Regions from separate parts of the Rattus norvegicus genome. Here region 1 is linked to region 2. The links are chromatin contacts, called in public Hi-C maps. All regions are on one chromosome and are shown on one strand. Each heading gives the region's core, a stretch centred on a gene start, on an enhancer-like site or on the middle of the called end of the contact. The rest is flanking DNA. Distances are from core to core; before and after follow the strand shown. Region 1 has its middle 25 kb from the start of Pkp1. Region 2 has its middle 38 kb from the start of Tnnt2.

What was found. A called contact is a pair of places that touch in the nucleus more often than the background predicts.
Region 1: a Hi-C map of the A7r5 cell line shows a contact between it and region 2, with 7 times the contacts expected there. The contact joins two enhancer-like sites. A contact is called at or near these places in 12 of 12 Hi-C or Micro-C datasets (the A7r5 cell line, the Rat2 cell line, Schwann cells and 7 more) and 1 of 1 datasets of contacts at active chromatin or transcription factors (oligodendrocytes).

What each region holds. Positions count from the first base shown.
Region 1 is chr13:49,930,063-49,937,329 of GRCr8, forward strand. No RefSeq gene overlaps it. Among named protein-coding and RNA genes, the nearest start is that of Pkp1, 25 kb to the left of the region's middle. Within about 2 kb of position 2,994, at least 5 of the 93 cell types and tissues checked have an H3K27ac peak or open chromatin away from gene starts, as enhancers often do. A contact at or near this core is called in the A7r5 cell line, where this site is marked.
Region 2 is chr13:49,853,771-49,861,184 of GRCr8, forward strand. No RefSeq gene overlaps it. Among named protein-coding and RNA genes, the nearest start is that of Tnnt2, 38 kb to the left of the region's middle. Within about 2 kb of position 5,676, at least 45 of the 93 cell types and tissues checked have an H3K27ac peak or open chromatin away from gene starts, as enhancers often do. A contact at or near this core is called in the A7r5 cell line, where this site is marked.

The DNA.
Region 1 (7,267 bases), core at 1,744-4,243, 74 kb after region 2:
GATGGAAGTCCTGTCCAGAAGCCAAGTCACACCCTTCTGCAGGTTCACATTTTCATCAGAATCTTCTCAAATCACTGTCTCCTAGCTGGCCCCGTCCAATCATACGCTTGTCCCCTGTCGCTTTTTGTCCGAATTCTCGCCTTCTCAGGGAGACGGAGAGAGAATTCCTCTGCCTGCAGGTTCATCTCCCAGCACCCAGCACCGCACCCCCGCCCTTCTACAGAGGTCCTGGATCCATTGCTCACAGGGAAAGTTGGAAGCAGTCAAGGGCCAGTTGCAGAGAGGGGATCTGGGAGCACAAACGGAGCTGTAGCCATCCCAGATGACAGGGTGTAAGCCACCAGCGGCTTGGGGAGGCAGGCTGGGAGCCGTGTCTCATCGCTTGGGAAGCCTAGTGCAAGCACCAACAGCTCCCTTGACGCATGCAGTGTGTGTGTGTGTGTGTGTGTGTGTGTGTGTGTGTGTGCACGTGTGTGTGTGTTTAGGGGGTAGTGTGTGTGTCTGTGTGTAGGGGGGGTAGTGTGGGTGCTACTGCCAGAGAAACAACCACTCATACTTGGGAATACATTCCAGCCCCTACTGTGGACCCTCCTCAGGCCAGCAGAGGGGAGGCCAATAGCATACATACCACACACCTGGTACATTTTTCCTGGGAGTCCAGGTCCTGTAAGACCCTGGCCTGGCCTCCTTCTGAGCAAGGAGTAGTCCTTCCTGGCTGTGTCCTATAAGGCCTCCTGGGTGACACCTCCCTGGGGGATGCCAGGTTTCAGGTAGGTCTACTAGATACAGCCAATAGAAAACAAACCACACCACACCTGTGTTATCTGGAACGGGTGAGATCGCCCCTACTCTGTCCTTCCCGAGCCAAGCCCATCTTCTGCCCTCCCTTACCTCTCATAACTGCTGTGACGAGGCATAGGTGGCCCTGCCGTCTGCCCCTTTATGTGTTGTCCTGCAACAGCGTGGAGCTCAGCCTTCCCAGTTCCTGGAAGGAGGCCATCATGATACAGCCTACATGTTACACTGACCTACATAATACAGCCCACTATAAAAGAAATGAAGGAGCTCATGAGGTCCCCAGCTCCTAGACGGAGGCCAACACTACCCACTTCCATGGTGAGACCCACCAGGGAAGGTCCAGAAGGACTCAGAGGGATTCCCAGCTCCTGGATTGCTCGGTGAATTGGGCAGGATCTGCAATGCTGCTAAGGTGAGCGATGGGGACCAGAGCCTTGGTTACTAACAGCAGAGCACAGTTTCCAGTGGGAATCTGAAAGGTGTCAGCTCAGCAAAGCTGGGGACCTTTCCTTTTCTGGCAACAGGGACAGCACAATACTAAATGGAGAGAGACTAGACTGGACCTCCAGGAGCCATCTTTGTGCGCTCACATGCCACCCTTTTCTCTGTGGCATCCCGCCTCTGTCACTGTCCCACAGTTCCCAGGTCAACACACTGGACTCTGATTTCGGGGACTGTGGCTGGGCTGCACCAGGCGACACTGGCATCAGAGATGGCACGGGACACTGGTGTGGAGGGCACCTGATTGCTCCGAGGATCAGGGTCTGCTCTGCAGCCAGAGCTTGAGTTGATTCTCGGTGCTGTAATATATCTTGGTGATGGGTCTCCACACCCTACAGCATAAACCATGACTGCCTGTGAGAGCTGAAAACTGGAGGTAGACAGGCCCTGACTGTTAGTTCCTGGAACTGGAAGCAGGAGGTGAGGGAACAGGGCCTGAGTGTCCTGGGTTGGGGGAAGGTCCACAGAGAGGGAGTTATCCATTGAGAACTGCCAGGGGTAGCATACAGGATGGTTGGATGTAGCTCTGATTAGTGGCCTATGGGACTAGGAAGGGCAAGGGAAGACAGGAGATAGTAGAGCCAGCCAAAGGGGCTGCCCTGAGCTGGCATTGGCCTAACCCCCTGCTGTGAGCCTGCAGCTCCCAGCTCAGCTGCTCCACAAGGACCGCTGGGGCACAGCTCTCCCAGCCTCTCCCTTCGGCCCCTCCCTCACCAGCCTGCACCCAGCCTGTGCCCCACATCTCAGGCACCTCACCCAGGACATCACGTCCTTTGAGTATGACAGAGCTGCTGGCAGCGGAGGCCGCACCCTGAGGTGTCTCTCCGTTCTCCTGGCCAGCCCCACCAGATTCCCCAGGCTGAGACGGGCAAGGAGGGATGGACTAACCCGACTCCATCTTCCAGGGAGAATGTCTTTTCTGGGAGTCCCATGCCAGCTTCTAGCCAGAGCCCCTGGTTAGGCCTGGCTTCCTTCTCACTTTCTTTTCTAGTGTCGTCTTGTCCCTTGATTGGACTCCACAGTCTCATCTAGGTCAACTGAACTGAGGTTCTGAGGGAATTCCACTCTTATTGGTCCCCAAGAGGGACCCTCCCTGACCCTCAGAAATCCCCCCACCCCAACCCCCAGCAGCTCTGGACCTTGAATAGAAGAGATGAGGAGATGATGTGTAGAATGTGCCTCTGGTCTACTGTCTTCTCCACACTGTGTCCAGCAGAAGTAGAGAAGGAAGTCTAAAATCTGCTTGGGATCCCCTAGGGAAAGAAGCAGAAAGGAGGGATTTCAGGGGAGACTATGGAGAACTATGCAAATGTATGGGGGTGGGGTGGCGAGCAGGAAAAGGAGATGGTGCCAGGCTGTCTCAGAGCTTGTCTTCTGTCCCGTATTCAGTCCCTTCCGGTAGACACTCAGAACCAAGCTCCAACCTCCAGAAGACCCCAGAATGAGGGGCTACTCAGACAGAGGACTACAGAAGGCAAATGGGCAGGAGCTGAGAAAGGAGACATCTCTTTCCGGACCAGAAACAAGCCCCGTGGGAACTGCATGCAATTCTCCCCAGAGAGGCTTATAGAGAACAAACAGCGATCTGTGGGCACCCACAACTCCAACCTTACCTCCACATTGCTCCCCTATCTTCAGGCTGTTTCCACATCTTTCCCCTCTATCTGTCACCTTAGAAATCAAGAACCTCTCTATTTCAACTCTAAGGCCGACAGCACCCCCTGGTGGCACACCTGGAACAGCCCGTGATACACGACATTGTCCTAGGAAACCCAAGACCCCGGCCTCCTCCAGCTTTGCCCCACCGCACCCTTCCTCTGTTGCTCGGGCCTCGTGATAACTGCGGCCTGGTTTGGCAACTTTACATCAGCTCCAGAAGCTCCTCCGTGATAGCAGAGAGCAGGGCCACACTGCCCTAAGCCCGCGCGCCCCGGGATGAGGAATGGGGGTGGGTGGGCGTGGCATACGAGATTTAGAAGTAACAGTAGTACCTTGACAGGAAGGCAGCCTTGATACTCACAGAAACTCTAGGAAGATTCGACTAGGAATGGGCTCAACAACTAAAGTTAACTAACTTTCCCAAAACAATGAGACCAGCCCCAATGGAGCCAGGATTAACCAAGACGTCCAGGGAGCCCTGAGCTAGAGATGCCCGTGGAATGCATAGCCGCAGATATAGCATAGCTTGGAAAAGGGAGGTGTGTTCTGCTACTTACTCACTGTGGGACTCCAGGCAAGGACCCCTCTCTGGGCCTTATTTGCTCTCTGAGGGAGTTCGACTACCCTGTTTCCATGATTGTCCTGAGAGCATGCCTAAATGTAGACTTGCCAGGGCCAGGGACCAACAGCTGCCCCACCATCAATACCCACCGAGGACTGAGTGGGGCCCTAGAGTCTTAAGTGATCGTGTTTAAAGCGAACCGACAGACTGTAGGTTAGTGGTCAGGGAAGCAGTCTTCTTGTTCCAGCATTTATTTCCCTTGAAGCCTTGAATCCTTCAGAACCTTTTCTCGCGCCTTAGAAGCTTCAGTTCCTTCTTGGTCACCAGAGGGCGCTCTTACCTACTGCCTCAAGACTGCCCTCCAGGCTTTAGCCAGGACGTGCTTTACTTCCTGTGTCTTATGGCCTCGTGGCTAGAACTGTCCCCCAAGGTGAAGACTTTGGTCTGTGCTCCTCTCAAGAGGCCACCCATCGGCTTTTGTACCAAGTAGGGCCTGATGCTGCCTGGGGCATGCACATAAACTAACAACAAACAAATAACCTAAAACCTGATAGTTGTGTTAGGCTCTGTGAGAGTCTGCCCCTGTTTGATTACCACTGAGTACTGGCCCCAGGCACTGTTTACCATTTTCCTGCCCTGTGTAGTTCTCCTCTCTTGAAGGCATGATTTTGTCACACACAGGCTGGGAAGAGGCTGCTGCTGGGTGGTTCTCATGACCAGTTCCAGATGGTCTGGGTGGCCACCAGATTCCTAGGTCACAGGCATCCTGGGGAAGGTGCCTGCCACAGGGCAGTAGGTAAGACCATGCCAGCTCTGGGCAGGAGGGCACATACTTAGGAAGACAGACTTATAAAATGTTGCGGGGAGCAAAGCCCAGTCCCAACACAGCCACAGTTTCAGAAGCAGAACAAGCAGGGAGAAACCATGTGTAGGTCTAGTCCAGAGAAATAAACAGACACAGATTGGGGTGGGAATTTGGCAATGTCTCTCAGATCTCAGGTCTTGGTCCAGGGGTATAAAAAGGGGTTTCCATGGAGACAGGAGGCCCTGACTTACCTCCTAACATGATGGAGTCTTCTGAGACCAGAGCCACTGACTAAGGATTAGGATGAAGGGACAAAGTGGGTGGGTTGGCAGAATGGGGACCTGCTGTACATTTTCCAAGGTCAGTTACCTCTCTCTTCCAGCAAACCGAGGCTGGCCCCAAAAGAAGCGAACCCTTCACATGGGCTGCCTGTCAGAGGGAGGGGTGTGCTCTGCATGGTGAGAGGTAGGAAGGGCTCCATCTGCTCCTTCAAAGTGTTCTTTAAAGAAAGTTAACATTCTCCTTAGTATAGAGAAGAAAGGTGACCTCGCTCTGAACTGTGAGGTCCTCTAACACCATTGTGGGCAGGCCTAAGGCTCCTTCCTTTTGCTTACATTAGCTCACCCGGTCAGTAGGAAGATTGATCTGGACATAGATTGGGAGATTCATCTTGACCAACATGTCCTCCAAGGCTCAGGTGTCACCTCCTTCAGGAAGGCTTTCTTGATTCCTTAATGTGAGTTAGATGTGCCACAGGTGCTTTCCCATAATCCCCCTGTGCTTATTCAAACCACCATTGACCCAATTGTCCTGAAACTACTTGGTCACTGGCCAGTGGGTCCTGAGGTTAGGGCCATCTAGGTCATAGGCTAAAGCGTTCCCACAACAACCAAATGGGGTCGTAAGTATTGTGTACCCACTGCTTGAGGTAATCTATAAATTAAGGGGACAGTTTGGATGTGGGGAGGGCTTTGAGGCTGGGCAAACATCCACAAGGCTAGAAGTGAGCCTGACCTCTAAGTCTCTTCTAGTCTGTCAGAACTATCGCCACTGGCATTTGCATGGGTAGGGCAGCACAGAGGGTCTCGGGGAGGCCCTAGTTCAACCCAAGAATACTCATCCTCAGAGCATAGTGGGAAGGCAATGCAGGGCCATTCCTGTGGGAGCAATAGCTCTCATTTCTGTTTGAGCCCCAGATGTCTCCTGGGCCTCACACTCCTCAAACCAGAGGCTGGAGTAGAGGCTAGAGGTCAGAGACCAAGTTAGACACTCCAGATAAAAGCTTAATGTCTTTGTCAGTATAACCCAGGGCTATATAGCCTCTGGCTCAGTGTAAGTAGACTTGGTTCTTCCAAAGGACCTGGGCTTGATTCCTAGCACCCATGTAGTAGTAGCTTACAAGAGTTTGAAATGTCAGTTCCAGGAAATCTGATACCCTTTTCTGGCCTCTGCAGGCACCAGACACGAGTGTGGTACTCAGATATACATGCAGAAAAAACACCCATATACAATATATTCCAGCCTCTCTTCTCTATAGAGATGGCCAGTGGGCTTAGCAGCTTTATTCTAGCCCAGAATACCAGTAGCCATTTGTTGAAGAAGTGGTTGGCTAACCCTGTGACTTTTAAATTTGGGCCTGAACCATCTGAAGCTCAGACAGATTTTTATCCCATGGCTACAAGCCACAGCTTTGAACTCAGCAGACCAGGAAGTTACTTTCCTATTTAAGAAAGGTCCCGGGGTGCCAGAGAGATGGCTTGGTGGTAGTTAAGAACCATCTTGCAGAGGACTTAGGTTCAACTCCCAGCACACACATAATGGCTCATAGCCATCCGTAACCCTAGTTCTAGGGGATACAACAGGGACACCTGCATGGATGCAGGCAAAACAGCTATACAAATAAAATAAAACAAATACTTTTTTCTTTTTAAAGGAAGAGAAAGGTCCTACAACATTGCTACATTCCTGCCCACTTAGAGTTACAACAGACACACCACCTCCTCCTGCTAGACTCAGGGACTTATTTTTGTAATTTTGTAATTCTTACAGTCCTTTGAAAGAAGTGATAATTTTGCATCCCTTTTCACTGGTAAAGACGTCCAATCTCAGAGAATTGAAGTTGCTTACTTAACACTGCACAGCTGGTGACTTGGGGCATCAGTTTGACTCTGAGCTTATGTTAGTCATGCCGTACTAATTAGTTGTTAATTATTTGGCTATCTAGTGTATTGTGTTTTATAGAAATAAGGAGGAGAAGGGATATGTTTGCTGGAGGTGCAGTAAGGTATGGCGGGAAGGGGATGCCCCTGCCAGCCCCTGCTGAGGCATTCCTTCCCCCTGAGGGACCAGCGACAGGATGGTGTAGTATAGAATAGAGTTTATTCAGGGAATGGGGAGAGTTGAGAGGGTAGAGACAGAGAAAGGCAGAGAGGGGGGGGAGAGAGGGAGAGAGACAGAGAGAGAGAGAGAGAGAGAGAGAGAGAGAGAGAGAGACAGAGAGAGACAGAGACAGAGAGAGAGACAGAGAGAGAGAGAGAGAGAGAGAGAGAGAGAGAGAGAGAGAGAAGAGGAGTAGAGGCTGGCCATGAGCACATGGAGAGAGACTGGGGGGGAAGTGGAATAGAGGGGGGGTATAAGGGGCAAGAGGACAGAACAAGAGCAAGAGAGCAAAAGAGAGAGGAGGGAACAATAGCACTTTTTACAGTGAGTCAGGAACACCTGGCTATTGCCAGGTAACTGTGGGGTGGAGCTTAGACTAAATTCCAACATACTGTGTGCCAGGCACTACTTTGGGCCTGGAAACAGAGCAATGATCGTGCAAGACAACAACTGATGGAACTAACTGGCGAATTTCCACGAAATAACACACTGTAACAGGTCTCTCGTGTCTTCTTTCTTATATCCTGATTTATATTTTTACATTCCAGATTTTATCCCCCTTC
Region 2 (7,414 bases), core at 4,426-6,925:
GACACACCAGAAGAGGGCATCAAATCTCATTACAAATGGTTATGAGCCACCATGTGGTTGCTAGGATTTGAACTCAGGACCTCTGGAAGAGCAGTCAGTGCTCCTAACCTCTGAGCCATCTCTCCAGCCCCAGATTGCCCTTTTAACTCTGCATGTGGGGAAGTGCACATCGGTAGCTTAAACAAGACCCCAAAGCACTGACCAAGTGTTTAGCTGCTGCTCACACAAGGGAAATGGAGGCCAGAGTTTGAGCTCAGCCAGTAAACTGCCTGATAAAATGTCAGCATCCTTCAGATAGTGAAGAGGAGAACCCAGAAAACACACAGACTCCATTCATTATGTTCAGGTTGTAAGTTGGAAATTCGAGAATATGGCTGGGCAGGAGGCAGAGGCAGAAGCAGGAGTAAATGGCAGACAAAGACAGAAGCAGCACCTTAAAGGAGATGAAAGAAAGCAGGTGGCATCCATCAGCATTCTAGAGAAATGTCCTTGAAGAGTGAAAATAAAATAGAGGCACTTACCCTATGCCCTTTTTGACTTGTATGTGTCTATATGTGGCGTGTGTGCATTGTGTGTGTGTGTGTGTGTGTGTGTAGTGTGTGTATGTATGAATGTATGTATGTATGTGTGTGTAGTGTGTAGGTGTGTGTAGTGTGTATGTATGTATGTATATGTGTGGAGTGTGTATATATGTGGAGTGTGTGTACGTGTATGTGTATGTGTGTGAGTGTATGTATGTAAGTGTGTTTGTGTTTGTGAGTGTGTATACGTGTATTGTGTGTGTAGTGTGTGTGTATGTATGTATATGTGTGTAGTGTGTATGTGTGTGTAGTATATGTGTGTATGTGTGTGAGTGTGTATATGTGTATATGTGTGTATGTGTTTGTGAGTGTGTGTATATGTATATAGTGTGTTTGTGTGTGTGAGTGTGTGTATGTTCATGTGTGTAATATGTGTATGTTTGTATGTGTGTGAGTGTGCATGTGAGTGTGTGTATGTGTGTGTGTATATGTGTATATGTGTGTATGTGTTTGTGAGTGTGTGTATATGTATATAGTGTGTTTGTGTGTGTGAGTGTGTGTATGTTCATGTGTGTAATATGTGTATGTTTGTATGTGTGTGAGTGTGCATGTGAGTGTGTGTATGTGTTTGAGTGTGTGTATATGCATATATAGTGTGTATGTGTATGTGTGTAGTATGTGTATATGTGTGTGTGTATGTACAGTGTGCATGTGGAGCATAGAGATAGACATTGGGTGTCTTTCTTGGTCCTTGGGTACCTTATTACTTTTCTTTTTAGACAGGGGTGGGGAGGGAGAGAGGTGAATGCATATGATATATGTGTGTGCAGGCACACATGCCTCTGTGCATGAGCAGAGGCCAGAAGAGCCAATTAGGTGACCTTCTCTATCATTCTTCACCTTAATTTTAAAGACGGGGACTCTCACTGAAGGGTGACAGTTAGCAAGCTCCAGTAGTCCTTCTGTTTCTGCCTCCCACAGCTCTGGAGTCACAGGACTGCCTGTTCATGGCTGGCTTTTTATGTGGGTACTGTAAGCACCTTTATTGATGGGACATCTTACCAGCACTACAATGGCATTTTATTCAGCCATAATGAAATTATATCATTTGCAGGAACATGGATGGAACTCAAAGTCATCATGATAAACGAAATAAGCCAGATTCACAATGGCAATTGTGTTATGTTTTCTCATATGCAAAATGTAGAATACAGACACCTCATACATGCATACACACACCACACATACTACACACACATCACATACATACCACATACACACCACTCACACAGAGACTACACACACCACACAATCACTACATACACACCACATACACACATACCACACACATACCACACACATACCACACACACACCACACCACTCACACCACACACACATACATACCTACCACATACACAAACACAACATACACCACACACATCAAACACATCACACAAATACCACACACATACTACACATACCACACAAATATAGACACTACATATACACAGGAGACTCTCTGAGAAGAGGAAGGGAATCAATGGGAGAGGGTAAGAGAGGAAAACTAAGTAATAAGTAATAAGGAAACCGAATAAAGCACATGACATATACATATGATAAAGTGCATGACATGTTATGTATGATAAATGTATAAAGAGGTCATAATGAAATCCACACTTTTGCATAATGAGTATATGCTAATGAAACAAAAGCAAGCACGTGAACCAAACAGCCAACCACAGAAACCCCCTAAAGAATACCATAAGAAGCAGGGACTTTCGATGATAGTATTCATTGGGAAATCATAACAAACAGGTGTATGTGAACCCTCAGTGAATACACAGCGTAGACAGTGTACGTGATTCACTCAGGGAGAAAATATGTCTGACATGAAACAAAGTGGCAATTTAGTTGGTTTGAGATTATATGGAATACAGAATAGAGAATATGTTCTTTGCTTATAATGGATAAATAAAAAGTATCTAGAATTTTCCCAAATGTTTAAAATTAAGTAACATTCTTCTTTAAAACCCACAAGGAAACAAACAGAAAACTTACAAAAGAAGTAAACAATATTTGAAAAGTTATAAAATTCAGCCAAAACAGTGCTAAGAAGTTTAAATATTTAGAATGCTTGAAATCAATAACCTACGTTTCAATGTTAAAAATCTAGAAAACACTGGGTGTGGTGGTCCCAGCACTCAGGAGACAGAGGCAGGCAGATCTCTGTGAGTTTAAGGCTACTTGGTCTACATAGTGAGAGAGAACCTGTCTACACACACACACACACACACACACACACACACACACACACACACACACACACACACACACACACACACACACACACACACACACACTGAGAGGGAGAGAATACAAGGGAGAGAAAAGATCAGAACTACACAACAGTGTTGCTCCTTTGGAGGCAGCCGACACTGGAGCATGCGCAAAGGCGTTTTTCCGGAGGCGTTGCGGACATGGGAATTTGGCTAGCACAGGTGTGTGCATTTGAATGGTGCACAGAATGATGTTTGGGGTTTGTGCATTTTACTGTATCTGTATTTTACCTAAGAGGGAGGAGGGGAAGAAAAGGGTAAAATTAAAGAAGCATAAGCCCAGGCTGGGGCCACCTTCCTTCCTTCCTACATGCTCCTCAGCGTCACTCCACCCCGCAGGAGTAGCGCACCATCTGCAGGCAGCCTTGGCTGCTCCGTGCCTCTTTCTACTGCTTCACTTCAGTTTTCATTCATTCCCTTCTCAATGGCACAGGGCAGCCAGGTGTCCAGTCCGTGAGCCTCTACATGCTCTCCCCTTGCTCTTCTCATCATCTCTTGGCTTAAAAGCCCTCATGTTTTTGTTTACAAAAGTCTGGCCCAAATTATGCTAAGGCCTCTTTAGAACATGGGGCACTGGGACTAGTTCGTTCCCTGTATTCTTGGATACACGAGAAGAGTCCTGTTTGTCATATTAATGCATAGCAAGTCTGAGCTTGTAGCCGGACTCTTGGCTACTTTGTGGGTTTTTTTTCTTCCATCCTTATTTTGCCCTTTCACCCACCCTAACACGAGGTAGGACAGAAAGATGGATAGAGGGGAAAGAGAGAAAGGTACCCCCCCCCCCACCACCAATAAAATCAGGAGTAGGAAAGGGAGCAACAATGTCACTAGACTACTTCCTGCTGATTAGGGGCATTGAGTTCCTTGGGTTAAGTTTGATCTTCACTGCCAGCATATCTATTTTCTTCTTTTTGTCTCCTCGCCCATGAGTACTTGACAAATTGTAACCAACAGCATCCAGCCACCAACCAGCCAGCCAGCAGCTCCCCACCGTTGGGCTCTAGTATTCGTTTACCCTCTGAAACGCTCTGAGAATTCCAAACATCACACACTTGAAACTATCTGCAGCTGTCAAAAATCACACCCCTGCTAGAGCATGAGGCAAGGACATACAATGTTGGTTTGTTTGTTTCTTTCTTTCTTAGAAGCCAAAATTCTCACTACACGAGCTCGATTACCTGGGTTTGAGACAAGGATGGGCATCCTGGGTCTCAGTCATTTGCTTCACGTATTTCTCTCTTGATTCAAGAAATGTCTGGGAAAGGGGCTCTTGTCCTTCAAAAACGTCTCTCAGCAAAAATAATTCCCCATAGCCTCTTTCAAATTGAGAAAACCCCTTTGTAGATAGCCTGTTTCCTGGCCGCTTTGAGGTTATCCTCTCCCCCCATGCACACACACACACACACGCACACACACACACACAGCACACAGCACACAGCACACAGCACACACAGGTCCTGTCTGGTTCACTCTGCCTGGCTTCCAGTGTTCCTCAGCCCCAACAAAGGAGAGAGCTGGATACTCAGCAGGATGTGGAGGGTGGAGCTGTTATCACAGATGCCAGTGGAGGAGGTGCATGCTAGGCTCACTATCCGGCTTCCAGGTCTTTCCTTTGGAACTGATCCATATCAAGGTTACAGACAGAGTTGGAGGAGTCTGTCAGAGTTCCCCTGGCAGGTAACAATCCTTGGATCCCAGGGCGGAAAACAATAGGGATGGCCAGCATGAAGAGATCTCCTCTCTCCTCTCTTCTTCTCTCCTTCTCTCTCCCTAACCCTTTCCCTCTCTCTCCCTCCTCCCAAACAATATGACCAGACCTCGCATATGCACATAGCTGCATGGATGACAGGAATCCCCATGGAAGCAGTTACTCAGGCTTGCTGAAGCTTGAGGCTTGTGGTCCCTGTATCGGCACTCCCCCTGCTTATGCCCACAGACCAAGTGGTCAAGTCTCCATCTGTTGGTTGCAGTTTAATGGCCCCAGAGTGCTAGAATATGTCCCAGAGGATCCATCACTGTAGCCACAGCTAGCCTCTAACTCACTTTGTAGGCAAGGATGACCTTGAACTCTTGAATCTTCAGTCTCCGTCTTTCTAGTAGTGGGAAAGTTGGGATTCCAGATGTGTGCCACTATGCCCAGCAGAAGCAAAACTTAAAAATTACTTACTAATTAAGCAGTATTGAAGTTTTTTTTGTGTGTTTTTGTTTGTTTGTTTTATTTTGTTTTGTTTCGAGACAGGGTCTTAGTTTATATATCAGACTGGTCTTGAACTCACAATCTTCCTGCCTCAGTTTCTCAAGTGCTGGGACTGCAGGCATATACTATTACATCCAGTTTTATGCATTGGTGTGGAAACATTCTATCTCTTACCACTGCAAAATTTCTTAGTGTCTGACTAACAGAGACAATAGCATGTTAGAAGCATAAGGCATGGGCTCTCTGCTAACCTTGCCCCCCCCCTCACCATAGGAGGTTCCTCAGCTTCCACATGCCTCTTCAAGATGGTCAACCTATCACTCCATGACATACACACGTGCTGACCCAGCAGGTGTCTGCAGGATGACTAGTGAGGGTGGAGAAGACATACTGGGGTCATGGAGCATTCTTTGCCTTGAAGCCCTTGGCTCATTAGTTCTATATTCTAACCAACCAAACCAGCCAGCTCTGGGCTAGATGATGCATGCTGTAGTTCCTGGCATCTGATAGCCAGTCTGTGAATCAGAACTTTTATTTTCCTGCATGTCTGCACAGCAACCGCGCCTCATGGGACGTGTAATCCTGTGCTGTCTCGGGCTCTGTGAACCCTGATTCATCACAGCTTTGATAGTGTGTAGGACAGCTGCTTCCTCCGCAGTCTTCCCTATCGTGTTCTGATATCGGGACTCAGGAGCACTGGGTCTGGTCCAGGCTTGGTACTTCTGTAAACTTCCTGTGTGACTGAGCTGGTCACTTTCTCTCAGTGTTTTTTTTTTTTTATCTGTTGATTGGAATTTGATGCTCCGAGCTCTGCCTGGGTTACTAAGGCGAAGCACACATCCAAATAGAAAACAATGCCCCAAGGTTCTGAAAGTGAAAGGGTCATTGTGTGGCTCTTCAAAGAGGAAGACTGTTGCCCAATATCTGTTCACACGTTTCCAGCTGTGCTGGCAGCAGAAGGCACTGCCTTTTAGAGACGGATGCTTCAGCCCGCTGAAACCTGAGGGTGGGGGGTTCTGGCCCCACCCCAGGTAAGTTGCAAGAGGAACAAGTGGAATTGGCTTCAAGGTCAGGCATGTGGACCTGTGTGGACACGGGCTCTGTGACACTTGGCCTCTGGGTCTTTGAAGCTTTTTCCTTCCCACTGTCTAGATGTCCTGTGCCCTTCCAGTCTCTTTTGTTCTTCCCTATCCAATCCTGGACCCAAAAGCCCTCCCATGCTCACCAGGCTGTTCCCCAAAGGATTTGCCACTCACTTGGCTAAGGGCAGCTGGATGAGGACTTTTATAGTCATTTGGCACTTCTGTGCCCACATCTAGTATAACACTGAATTTCTACACTGCTATGGTTTCCCAGTAATCGTATGTAATAGTTCTGAGAAAGCGAGTCAATGAGTCTATAAACTGCTTCCAAACATGGGCACATAAAGCTGTCAGACGATGGCAGTGTGTGCGTTCTGCAGTGTGCATGGTTGTGTAGGGACAGCAACCCCTGGGCATGCACCAGGAATGGACGCATCTTACCCATGTGCTATTGAGCTAAAGCTAGAATGAAACAGGACTTAGCACTGGCACCCGTTATAGGAAGTTCAAGATGACCAAATTGAAATATAATCTTAGAAGTCCAGGCGGTGCCATGCTCTCCTTGGGGTGGGGTGGAAGCAGGAGAGGATTGAGGAAGGCTCGCCAGCTGGTCCTGTACCATTTCTTGCTGTTCGGTTTGAAGACGGTCAGAGGTGTGTACATTTTAAGTTGTGTGATTTTGATCTCCGATTGTATTTTAATGAAAATATAAAGACGACACTTGCTAATTTTGCATTTGACTTGCTTTCTGCAGTCAGTACAAGTTCACAGGTCCCCACAGCATTTCCAGAAGCCCCAGCCTAGTGCATCTAATAGTGTGGGTCACAGAGAACCATAGTCCTCTCCTGGTCCTCAGCACCCTCTCCCTGGCCGTTACTGGACACCATGAGACCCCAGGGTGCTATAACGAAGGCCTTGTTAGTCATGACTCCTCCGGGATGGGGAAAGCTCTTCCCTAACATCTTCCCTTTCAACCCAAGCACCCCTGATTTTCTCAGATGATGATGGCCCTTAGCCGATACCATGCCTGGGGTCTTCTACCTCCTTCTGTTCACAATCACTAGCAGCTGACATAAAACCCACATGGCACAGGCATTTTGGGAACCTGAGCTCCTAAGTCTTCCCCCTTGAAATTTTCCCTCCTCCAGCCAGGATGGCTGGGGCTGTGCTCACAATGACTTTCCCACTTGTAACCTGGGTGACATTAGTCACATCTGTTCCCTCCTAAGCCCTGCCTACTTGAAAATTAGGACAGCAAACCCTGAATCTTGGAGCA